2 separate regions of the Hordeum vulgare genome follow, and region 2 is linked to region 1. Evidence: chromatin contacts called from public Hi-C data. All regions are on one chromosome and are shown on one strand. The core of a region is the stretch at or near the end of the contact, and the rest is flanking DNA. Distances in the headings are between cores, read along the strand shown.

Region 1 (6,603 bases), core at 1,111-3,610:
AAAGCAAACCACGATCTATAGCGTTGCTAGGACTCTTGTAAATCCTAGGGCCTCGACCTGTATATAAAGGAGAGTCCCCGGGAGGATAGGGGAAGTTAGAAATCATCGAGAGCTAGGTCAGGCGAGTTACGCCCTCCTTGTAATCAAAACCATCATCAATCTACACAAAGCATGACGTAGGATTTTGCCTCCACATGAGGGGCCGAATCTGGGTAAATCCGAGTCTCGCTATCGCTCACCCCCTTTGAGTCGCCACCAAGGTGCGATGGCTCCTTCATTAAGTCCTTTCATGAGGACATCTGCCATGAGAAAACCATGACAGGCCTCCTCCTGGATCGGCTGGTGCAGGGGAGTGAAGGTGGAGTGTGGAGAGGTGAGAGATGGGTTCCGAAGCTCGGGGAAGGGGCTCTTTTTATAGGCGCCACGGGAGGATCTTCGACATTAATTTCGGTGAAGCAGAGGCTCGGGCAGGCGATTAGGTGGCGTGGATCAAACCTAACCACCACTGGGGTCTCATTTTTGACCAGAGGGGAGCTGGTCATCGACTGAGACAACAAGGCGACGACGCGGCCATTGCTGAGCTTTCGGTTGCAGAAACCGTGCTCTGAGCAGCTCGGGTCGTGGCGACGGTCTTCGCGGCGTGCACTGTCGATGGGGAACACACAGAGGCTGCTGAGGCAATGGACGGTGCCGGGCGGCGCGCGGCTGCATCAGGGAGATGCTGTGGCTGTTGCAGAGCCGCTGTCGGAGCTTGGCCGGCTCTGTCAGCTAGCCACCGACGGGGAGAAGCGTCCAAGGCTATGAGCGACGTAGGGGATAAGCTCGACGCACAGGATCGATGGCTAAGGTGACGACACTAGTGAGATTGATGAGGGGGAGAGAGCTGCGGCTCTGACTGAAGTTGGTCTAATTTAAATTCAGACAAACACAGTCAGAGTGCAGGTAAGGTGCTAGACGATTTGAAGAAGATAGCTGCTGGATGAATTTGGAGCTGAAAATTTGTTGGGAGCACTCTCATTGGAAGAAAAGGCACTCCGGAATTTTTCAGAATTTTTCGAGAAGTTTGAGACACGTTCGTAGAGAAAAATAAGTCTCTGTGGTCAAACTTTAGTCAAACAAAATTTGAAATTTTTGAACTTGGCAGCTCAAGGTTTCTGGTGGAAATGAGATAAGACACTAAGGGCTTCAAACTGCAAGAGTTTGGGGTCAAGACTCCAAAGGAACAAAGGGGTTCCTTTGCAAAATGGCAGGGGTTCAAACCGATTACAGAAAATCCCTTTTATTCAAATAAAATAATTAAGGGTGATCCATCCCTTCTAAAGTTTTGGAAAACATTCAAAATAAAACTTTAGGGCTAGGGAAGGTGTAAAAAGATTTAAAACACAAGGTGGTGAGTAAATCTTTTTGAAAGAAATAATAGAAGATTTATGGAAAGATTTCCAATTTTGCAAAAGAAAGAATATTCTCTTAACCAATTCATTTTGAGAAAGGGCCAAAAGAATATCTCTAAAACTTGTTTGGTGGAAAAGGAAGTTTCTAAAGGTTTTCTCAAGAAGGTTAGCAAGAGAGCTTCAAGTTTTGTTTGTCAAGCCAAAAATTTAAAAATTCAAGTAAATCAAGGAAATAAAAATTAAAAAAATCTTGAGTGTTACAAGGACCTTACGGGAGGTGATGACATGTAGTGTGATCATGCATAACATCATCGTCGAGGATGTGGATGACGATGCTGCCTTAACTTTGGAATTTGAGAACATGGTTGATCATATCCAACTTCCGGAACATAATCCAGCCATATTTGAAGAGCGGCCAACTCACAAGCAGCTGAAGAAAGATCTGAGTGAGTATCAATGGGCAGTGAAAAGGAATAACAATGTTGGAGTCGTAATATTTGAACTTTTTAAAATTTGAATTAGTGTTGCATGCGGCTATTTAAATGATTGTATCCTTTGTATGTGGCTATTTGATAGTGCGGACTTGAGAAAAAAATGAGCAAGGCTGGATGCATGTGACTAGTGTTGAATGTCGTTTATCCGCATCCGTGTATGTGGATTGATCCCCGTGTGGGAACGGATGGGAAAAAAATTAAGGGTTGCCGTTGGAAATACGCTAACATGGTTGTAGCCGAACGGGCGAGATGACTCCACGCACATCTCTGAGTCATTTTATTTTCTTTCATTTCTTTCTTTCTGCGAAAGAGGTATACACAGCGCAGGGAGTTCACAGAAAAATCTAGCGAGAAGAGACAAGCAACAAGCTTGCGCCTGGGAAGGATCGGCAGCAGGAGCATACTGGCGAGTCCTGTGTCGCCTATGGTCCTAAGGCGCGCAACGTCGCCGTTTACTGTGTCGCTTATGGTCGCTGGGCGCGCAACGTCGGCGTTCCCTGTGTCGCCCAAGCCCCCGGCCGCGCGACGTCGCCACGCGAGCAACCTCCAGCTGTCTCGTCGCGATCAACAAACAGCTTCGAGTGGTCCCCCACGGGAGATCGCCGACCAGTGACGTGTTAATTCAGGTACGGGATTGCTTCTGCCATGTTGGTTTCATAGTATAACGAAGTGCTGCTTGTAACTAACATTCCTTGCTGGGGAGATTCCCACATGACACCCCAAGTTTGGCATGCATACCGATACCATGGTTATTTTAATTTCCAACGGTCAACATCGCATGTCCAGCTCCAGATGTTTCTTTCCATATGCAGCAGCACCGGCCATGTCCCCGTCAGGCGCGTCCCGGCAGGGCGAGCAGGCTCTTTATAACCGCTGTGTTGTGTTCGCAGCCTCACGTACGTGGGTTCTGAACTTCCAAGTGACTAGGCAAGCAGAGGGTGTGAGGCTCTGAGCTCCCTCTCTCCCATGGGCCGGAAGAAGCTGCGGAAGATGCAGAGCGCGGCGCAGCAGCAGAAGGGGAAGCTCTACATCATCATGGCCTGCATCGCCCTGCTCGTCTGCGGATCCAAGACTCGTAAGTTTCTGGTGTCTAGTGCTGCTATACATTACTACTGCTGGCTGAGATCTTGGATCAATGTGGTAGCTATAGCTATAATATGCGTGGTGTACGGTGTAATGTCAGATGTCCATTCAGAGTTTCAGGCCACCGAAAATACTTTTATTCGAAGAAGAATGGTCCCTTGACTCTTACATTGATGCAGTACGTGGGTTCAACTAAAAAAAGTTCTAAACATAGAATTGGATGTCACTGTTATTCAACGGTATTTTGAACGTAGGGTTGACTGACAATATTTTAAAATATCCCTTGGCAAGCTATGACAGTCACCCACAAGTTTGATTCTTTTGTACAGAACCTTGTACAATAAGTAGAAATTTTCTTCGCCTTGCTTGAGTTTAGTGGGATTTCACAAAAATTGATGCGATAGTGTATACACCGATTTTAACAGAGCATTCACCGTCGTGCTTTGAACTTGCATGACATGGTTGCAGGTGTCAAACGGCAGAAAAAATAGCTTACTAGGAAGGAGTAAGCACTGTCATAATTCTCCAACTTGGATAGTGCAAAAATATTCAGCGTACGTACATGTGCAGCAAGGATGTGTTTGGTTTGAGGATATAGCAAAACGCGAACGGGTTGGTTTCATCAAGGCCATGGCAGCAGATTGATCACCGTACATTTTCCCAATGCCGTCCGTCCGTATCCTGTCCGTCAGTCCATGTTGCTAACTTGCTATTGCTAAGCTGCCAAGTTTTTGAGAAGCATTTGTATATATGGCTGATTAAATCCGTAGGTAATTATGGACGACAAATTATTATTTAAGTCCCATCTATGGTTGTAAAAATTACCACTTTTTGGCAAAATACAGTTACAAAAACGGCACACGTCCATTCTAGGGTTCCAGCTGTACGGTCAGTTACTACTAGCCTTGGCCTCTTCTAGATGGTCTCTCTTAGACAATGTACGATGCAAGGTGTTTAGAGAAATGCTTGTGAATAGTGCTTGTTTCTGCTGCAGTGGTGTCTAAGCAAGTGCTTGTGTAGTTGTGTTAGAGGATTTGCAACCGGACTAACCGGTCAGTGACCCGATGAGTCCGTTTTAGCCCCTACTTTTTCGTTCACGTAGCCATATTTTTCATATATTTTTTTTATATGTGTTATTTACAGGTGATTCATGGAGAAGAAGAAAGAGAAAAAAAAGAATGAATAAAAAAAGAGAAATGTGCTTCAGGATCGGGTCGCGTCCTACGTGACGGACTGACATGGCGTGTCCGGACGCGTCTGCGAACCCTCATATCATCTTCATATTTGAGATGTATATGAGGGGTGCTGGTCAGTCCGTGTGTTTGAGACAGATATGAAGGGTTTGGTTGGGTCGTATTTTTGTGACCGGTCACTAACCGAACGATCTTTCTAGACATTTGAGACGGGTATAACAGATCTAGTTGTAAATGCTCTTACATAAATAAGCATAGGTGAATAAGAAAAGCCTGGTTCATTTTCACAAGCACATGTCTAAACACCTTGCATGTTGTACATGTCTTATAACTTACCCCCTCGGTTTGATAATATAAGAGAATTTTTAACACTACTCCAGTGTCAAAAACACTCTTATATTATCGAAAGGAGGGAGTAGATGTTTTACTGAAAACTTGTAATTCTCGATCTAACAAAGAAGAGAGCTCTATACAAAACATTTTTCTCTTTTTAACTTTTACAAGTGATTTTTAATGGATGCATGCGATTTGTCTTGTCCATTAATTGAAAATGAGTTATATAATGGTCACAACACACACACACACACAAAAGAACTAGACCAATATAGATTCACTCTTAGGGTCAACAAAAAGCAAAAACCAAATTATATTAGAGAAATGTTTTTGTATAAAAATTGTTTGAGCCTCACGGCGTGTTGTAGGAATATATGTAGTATTTTTTATCGATAAAGGGTGTTTTTATTGACTCATAGCGTAGCATCGAGGGATACAAACATAATGAGTACATATCCGGCTTCTGCACAACCAACTAGGATGCATACAACCAACACAAAAGATATATGTAGGATGCATACAACCAACACAATACACACACACAAAAGATCACGCCGACAAAGAGCGAAGTCATATAAGACCAAAGCTTTGACTAGGCGGATGCAAAACAAAGAAAATAAAAAGAAACCCCGAAGCAATGAGTACGACAATTGACGATGTACAACAGTGACCAACCATGCCAACAAACTTTTGAAAACAAAAGGACTATGAGAAGGGTTCTCCAAAAGATGATGCCTCCAGAAAGGGAACGGCGTACAAGCTCCGCCATTGCTGGATCCAACCATCGAAAGTCAGATCTTGTGTTTTCACCCGAAGATCCAATCCGAGCAATGCCATCATCATTGTTACGACACAAGAATGTCGTCATTGCCAGGTCCAACCAATTAGGGCCAAACCAGAGTTTTCATCCTGGAGCTCACGACTGGGTACTCTAGAAGTACCACCCAATCGAAGTCAAATTATGTTGTCTCCGAAGATCCAATAGAAGTACCACCCTCGATAACAATAATCACATATGCGCACAGTCCCATGACGAGCGATGACCATGTTTGCATAGGTAGGTTAACAAGACTCGACAAGAAGTTTAGGACACTTCAGAGGCCCTGCGCCATCCTCACAAGTGGAATCCAAGACTAGCTCCATCATCCTTGCCTGTTGATGCAGATCATACATGTTAAAGCCTTGCAGGCGACTATCGTTCGATCGATGGCCATTATGCTGGCCAGAATTATGTTGCCACCTGACCTTCCGCCTGAGCCAGAGGAGAAGACCACCTGAAAGCACAACTTCTCCCTAAGGTGGTTTTGGTAATTAATAACAACATATGTATCATTGAACTAATGTTTCTATCTAGTATATTTCACAAAAGTTCAAAGATGCATTGGCTCAGGATTGTGAGGAGAACCACTGGATGAAAGGAACATCTATTGGCAACAAGCTTAAAGACTCAACATTTTATATTTTGTGAGAAATCATACTTGATTCCATAGAAAAGGCAATACTATTAAAAGGGGATGAGGTGACTATGATGATCTAGTTGCTCAAGTGCTTAGAGATAGTCACCAAAAATACTCATGAAAATCTCCCACAAATATTCTGTCAAAATCCACAAAGTCCAAAATTTGGTGCCACCAACTTTCCATTCGGACCTACCGAGTTTTCCACCATAGAGAACATATGCAAAACCCTAGCATCTCGATGCCACCAACATTCCATTCGATGCCACCAAAATCGATGACCAATTTTCCGGTGCCACCGAAATTAGTGACCAACTTTCTAATTAACCATTTTCAAGAATCAGAATTTATGAGTTTAGGAAATTGGTCTCACCGAGATTTGGAAACTTACCTAGGTCACCCTTATCGGTACCACCGAGATTTCTATATCGGTCTCACCAAAAAGACAAAAGTTGCCACATTTTGCATTAGTCGGTGCCACCGAGTATTATTTCGGTTTCCCCGAGTTGGGTAATAATGTTGTAACGGTTGGATTTTTCGAGATGCCTATATATACCCATCCACGACCTCTCATTCATAGAGGAAGCACTCAGAACACACGTACACTTTCCATATCCATTTTTATGAGAGAGAGCCACCTACTCATGTGTTG
Region 2 (6,261 bases), core at 1,982-4,481, 230 kb after region 1:
CTCACACATTATTAGCTAAAGATCAAAGTTGATGGGCTCAAGATTGACGAAGCCAACGTTGATGCCTTGCTATCAACAGGAACACCGCCTCCCACCAAAAGAATAGTCTACCTTAATATACATGGAGATCATCAAATATATATGTGGTTTGATCCCTACTTGGTTGGGACTTGGGAGTACAACTAGCCCAGTAGACATCAACTAATCATTGGAGCTACAAGCATAACATAAGATCATAACACTACCATCAACATCTTAATATTAGCTAATCATATGATGCTTACTTAAATAGCTTATTTTTGTCCAGGTATGAGTTGTGCTTAAAATATTGGAATTTTTCACGTGAGCTTAAGATTTAAAGTGAACTTAATTTGGTGTGACACAACTCACGAGGGGCAAGATTTCCTTAATTCAAGAAGCGGGGCACAATCTGAAAAAGAAAAGGTTGTGCACACTCTAATAATCAACGTCTTATGCATCGGAGTAGTAAATAATTATCCACGTCGATGGTAACATCAAACCTTGTTTGTAACATCATAGTATTCTAGATTAAAACTAATCAGATCGAGCGGCTGTGTACATGGAAATTAGGGTTACAATGCAGATCTTCATCCTGGTAGCGAATCGAGATGATAAGGGCATGTAGAGATGTTGGGAAGATAGCCTTTCCTAACATCCATGTTGTCTGGATATGATAAAGTAAACTTGGTATCGGCTATAGTTGTTATCTATACCAACTAATATTTATGTTGTGTTTGACCAAAATTGAATAGTGGTTAAATATAATTAGAAAATATATGTTACAAGAGATGATCTCCGGTAAAATGGAGAAATTTGTCTTCTCTTCAGTGCCAAGAGATCATCCCTTGGTGAAGAGAAGTCAAACAACCTTTTTTGATTATTTCTCTCCCTCTTACAAGTCAAAATTTATCATATATGCCATCATTAAGCTAATGCTGGCATCCGCCCATTGTTCATGCCCTGCGATGAATCATTTCATCAGTGTGTGTGTGGTTAGGATTACCTCCACATGGGGCGACAAGAGGTTGCCTTATATAAAGGGGCAGCAAGTGCAATAACAATGGTCATACACATTTTTGGAAATTGTACTAATAACTAACATCAAGATAAAAAAAATACACTTATTATTTATGTGCGGAAATTAGTTAGAGTATCACCCTGTCGACCATCAAGGAAATGATCTCAATGGCCAGACTTGTAGCTATAAGCAATTAAATGGTAAAAAAAAAATCTTAGGAGCCTGGTAAAGTCATTAGACATTGTTTAATAAGGAAAGGGGTAGGGGAGGGGCCCACAATGAAACTGGACAATTTCGGGCAAACCATAATACTGTTACCGAGTATTATTACCCTATGTGTTAAACATTACTTTTCATAGTCACAATTAGTCACTTAGAAATATGTGCGAGCGAGAATAATTTTAACTTCTATAGGAAAATATAGTGTCATCCACACGACTAATTTTATTATTATAGATCTATTGAAATGCCCATCCATAATGCATACATGTTTTATTGGGAGTGATATATTTTCATATAAATTGATGATTAAGAGTGTCACATTGCAAGTTTTATTGGAAGTAATATATTTGCATAGAAATTGATGATTAAGAGTGAATGCAATGTGTAAAATGATTTGCATTGCGATCAAACACATATGCAGCGGTATACAATATTTTTAATATCTGGCTCTTTATTACTATATAATTATTACGTAATTTAGATGAAATCAATTTAATTTGTGAGGCATTGAATCCGATTACATTAGAGATGGTTGAGACCGTTTGGATTATATGATTTCCCTTACTCCATATCCAGACAAAAGACATTAATTTTAGATTATACTCCCTCAGTCACGATTTAGAAGCCACAGTTAAACTTGCGTGCGTTTCCAAAATAGGACAAGGTTTAAGGCGCGAAAACAATTACTCCTATTAATTAGTACTAGTACTACTCATGCATGCGTCCTCCCAATTTATTGGCCACGCATTAGTACTATTATTTTCTCAGTTGATTAGGCGCATTAGCATGTACACATGCTACATGTCACAACCAATCGATGACTACCTTGGTCCCAGAGATTTTCCAAGCGTGCCTTCTAAACCATGACGGAGAGAGTACTAGACAATATATCTGACACGTTGCTGCAAAAACTTTTTAAAATAAATGTATAAATATGTGTTTAAAATAACTAAAACTAATGCAAAAGAAAATCTAAGAGTATTCTTAATTTACATTCTTTTAACCCGTAGAACATATGAATCATGTGCCAAATGATGTACAAAAATGAGAAATTGTTGGCTTGTAGTTATTGAATGTCATTTGCAAACATAAATATGAATCATGGAGTACGTAGATGTGCTCCAAGCATCTCACACACACATAACATCTATGACAACATAAACTTAATTCAAACCATATAATTTCTGAGTGGCATGCATGATTTGCTAATGTGGCATGGTTGCATAAGTAAATTAATGCAAAAATCTGTAACTCATGATTGGCATGCGTAGGTGCTGATGTAAGATGGAAGCCACCTAGTGCATGCCGCCGTCGGCTGCATGGGCTATATTTTCTTGTTACGCTCATGTATCTCTGTAATAAATTCCTCCCTTCCTTAATACTACTCTATAAATGAAATCAGCACCTTGCTATTGCATGCTTAGAAAATTATACTTGGTCACAACTACTTTCTCTGTCTCGGTGCATTAGGCATCTTATGAAAATCAAATAATCCTAAAACCCTAAGACACATTATAATAGTACTAGTTGCATGTATATTAATTAGACTCCATCTATTAATTGAAGGACCAATGCATGCAATTTATGTGTCATGTTTTTTGGATTTGAAGATGTTTTCTAATTAATAGGATGTTTTTAGTTAAGAAATGAATACTCTAATATGCCTAATGCACTGAGTAGTGTGATTGGCTTCCTTTACAATTTAATTTCTTCTCCTACCCAATCTCTACGTGCCTAGGTTGCAGTGCACCTTCTAATATGGCTAATGCACCGAGACGGAGGGAGTATTAAGAATAGAGAAATTGGGTGAATTAGTACAAGGACAGTTAATGGCCGGCCAACATCCATGTTCACTTGAGGAAACGGAGAGAAAGAGAATAAGCAATCAAGTGCATAGATCGAAGTGATAGCAACCCTCAAGTGAGATGTGACAACACAACGTATAATTCGTACCGGTGGCATAATTGGAGTATATATCATAGTCATTAACTAGCGACAAAGAAAGAACTGCATTGAAAGAGCTGCATGCATCCTAGCTACACTCCGCAGACCAATCATATGAACAAAAAGGTTGAGTTTTCTGTGGAAACAAAAAAGTTGAGCTGACAGGAACAATAAACCCGATCGATCACGTGAAAACTTATCTGGCCAAACGACTGATGTAAAGCTTGTCGAAAAGAAATAAAGAGATTTCATTGCCACTGCATGCATGCAGCTTTAGTACTATTAATTCGGAAGGCGATTTCTTATGTATGATGGTACCTACACATCTTTTAGTATTTGTGTTTTTTTATATACGAGGTGTCGATTTTAATGATATTGGCACACGTGCATTTTTATTGTATATGAATGACTTTTTTTATTTTTATTTGTTTTTTGTTATCTTTTTGACATAAATGTTTTTTCATTGGACATAAAAGGCATTTCTCACTTCTCTCGGTCTTCTTTCCTTGCCTTTTTGGCATAATTGCATGTTTGCTTGCATGGCTGATCCAAAATCACGTTATTTTTCATATTTTAAAATAATTTATTAAATTATTTAAAGATAAAAATTGAGGCCATGTGTACCTACCACCATAGATACAAATTATTTCTGCTATTAATTTATTGACCATTTGCATCTTTGCATGAGTTGCACGTCAGGATGAAGAACGAAGACAATGAAAAATAGCTAGGTTGTTGGTACAGATCCCAAATCTTGGTGACACAGATGTCGAGTTTTTTCTGACAAACTGCGCGCACAAGCTGCAGCCGATTACCTCCGATTGCTTCAATGAAGACGCACACGTACAATAGTAAACAAGCAGGCAAGCACCCTGGTGGATGGATTATCGGGTACGTGGTTAGCACAGATCAAGTCGTCGGTAGTAACTCACGCGAGAAAACACACGAGGCACGTTGATGGCAACATGACCATGTCGGTCCTGTACTTTTGTGTTACTTTGCGGTCTAATTTGATTAAAGGGGTATACTACATATACATAGCAGCTAGGAGCGTGTAAGCTATCCTACTCGGATACATACTTTAGACCTACAGCTATAGGTGATTCTACGTGCATGAGTCGGACATGTATCAGGTCATGGTTATTTCTAACAATCACCCCCTTAAACACGACGTCATTACATTACAGCTTGACGCCAATCCTTCTTCGTATCTCTATGATCTTCTCCCGATCCAAAGCCTTGGTTAGGATGTCCGTTAGATGGTCATCGGTGCGATTATAGTTGATCTCCGTCTTCTCTTCTTCCATGCAGTCCTTTATGTAGTGATACATCGTATCAATGTGCTTGCTCCATTCACGCCGCACTAGATCCTCGCGTGGAAAAAGTATAGACTCGTTGTCAACATTGAGCACCATTTGTTTCGAATCTCGATACATGAGATCATCATGTAGTCTTCCTAGCCACACACTTTGACACTCTACTTTACTTGAAGTCGATGTCACCACTTTCTGCTTTTGTGATAGCCAGCTTACTACGCTTCTACCAAGGAAATATGCCACGTTCGAGGTACTCTTACGACCGTGAACAATTCCTTCCTTGTCACTATCATTGTAGCCGAGTAGTTTCACCATCTCCTTCCTGCTCCGCTCAAGACGAGGTTCCATTGAAGCATCAATTGGATTGCAATCTTTCATGTCACAATTTTCAAGTACCTTCCTTGCATATGCCTCCTGGCATAGTATGATCCTTCCGGCTTTTGATGTACCTCTGGCCCGAGGTAGCAACTCAAAAGACCTTGATCATCCATCTTGAAAAGCTCCTTCATTTGTATCTTGAACTTTGCAATCACCTCTTCATCTGCTCCAGTAATCAATAGATCGTCTCATAGATGCCAACTAGTAGACAATCCCTTCCTTCACCTCTCTTGTACATTGCATGCTCCGGTGGGGCTTTCTCAAATCCAAGAGAAATCATAGTCTGATCAAGTTTTATGTTCCACGCCTGAAGGTCTTGTTGTCGCCCATACAAAACTTTGTGTAGCTTCAATACCTCGTGTCCTTCTTCCTCTTTGATGAAGCTCGGTGGTTGATTCACATACACATCTCCTTCTATCTCACTATTCAAAAAAGTGTATTTTACATCCATGTGATGTATCCTCCATGATTCTTGAGTCGCGAGAGCAATGAGTAATCTCACTGATTCCATCTTTGCAACGTGAACAAACACTTCTTCGAAATCCACACCTTCCTCTTGTATGTACTCTTTGACTACTTGCTTCGTTGTGTGCTTCACACACCCTTCGACATCTTCCTTGATCTTAAAATGTCACTTGATCTCTATGGCTTTATGGTCGTTGGAAAGATCGACGAGCCCGCATGCTTTCTTGTCGTTGATCGACCTCAACTCCTCTTCCATAGCATGACGGCAACACTCTTTCGTATTTGCGTCTACAAATTTCGTCGGTTCCTCGGCGCTTGCTAGACACTGTCGCTTACTCCCTTTCACTTTTAGCGGGTCAATTGTCCGAAAAGTTTCCTCCGGATATGGGTGTAACACCAGTCGTAGACGTTCGGTTGTACGTGGTGGTGTCCTTTCCTCCTTCACGGGCACCGGCGTTACCTTACCATTCCTGCCTCCCGGCATTGCAGTGACCAAGTTTGGCAAAACTACACTTGACAAGACCTCCCGACCTGGGCCACCAAAACCGAGCTCAACTCTGCATGAACTTTCAGGTAGGATTATTGGGTTGCACCTCACTTCTGGCATGCTAGAAAGGTCCATTGGATATTTTCTTTGTGATAGACCAAGCCCAACATGTTCATCTCCTAGCACTCATTCTCCTGCTGGACTACGTTCGCTGCAACCTGCTTCTTCACGTACCGGTCCATGCCTTGCCTCGTCTCGTCGTATTGGTTGACTATTTTGAAGGCTCTGAGGAACACCTCCCTGTTGTCCTAGCCTGTGGGCCTTGCATCACCATTGCTGGCTCTGGCATGTTGGGGAACGTTGCGTGGGAAACAAAACTTTTCCTACGCACATGCAATACATATCCATGG

What was found. Hi-C and Micro-C count contacts between places; a contact is called where the count stands out from the background.
Region 2: a Hi-C map of leaf shows a contact between it and region 1, with 6 times the contacts expected there. The contact joins two enhancer-like sites. A contact is called at or near these places in 3 of 6 Hi-C or Micro-C datasets (leaf and seedling).

Annotation. Positions count from the first base shown.
Region 1 is chr1H:422,046,246-422,052,848 of MorexV3_pseudomolecules_assembly, forward strand. No RefSeq gene overlaps it. Among protein-coding and RNA genes, the nearest start is that of LOC123442124, 180 kb to the left of the region's middle. Within about 2 kb of position 2,361, at least 2 of the 3 cell types and tissues checked have open chromatin away from gene starts, as enhancers often do. A contact at or near this core is called in leaf, where this site is marked.
Region 2 is chr1H:422,273,675-422,279,935 of MorexV3_pseudomolecules_assembly, forward strand. No RefSeq gene overlaps it. Among protein-coding and RNA genes, the nearest start is that of LOC123442134, 27 kb to the right of the region's middle. Within about 2 kb of position 3,232, at least 1 of the 3 cell types and tissues checked has open chromatin away from gene starts, as enhancers often do. A contact at or near this core is called in leaf, where this site is marked.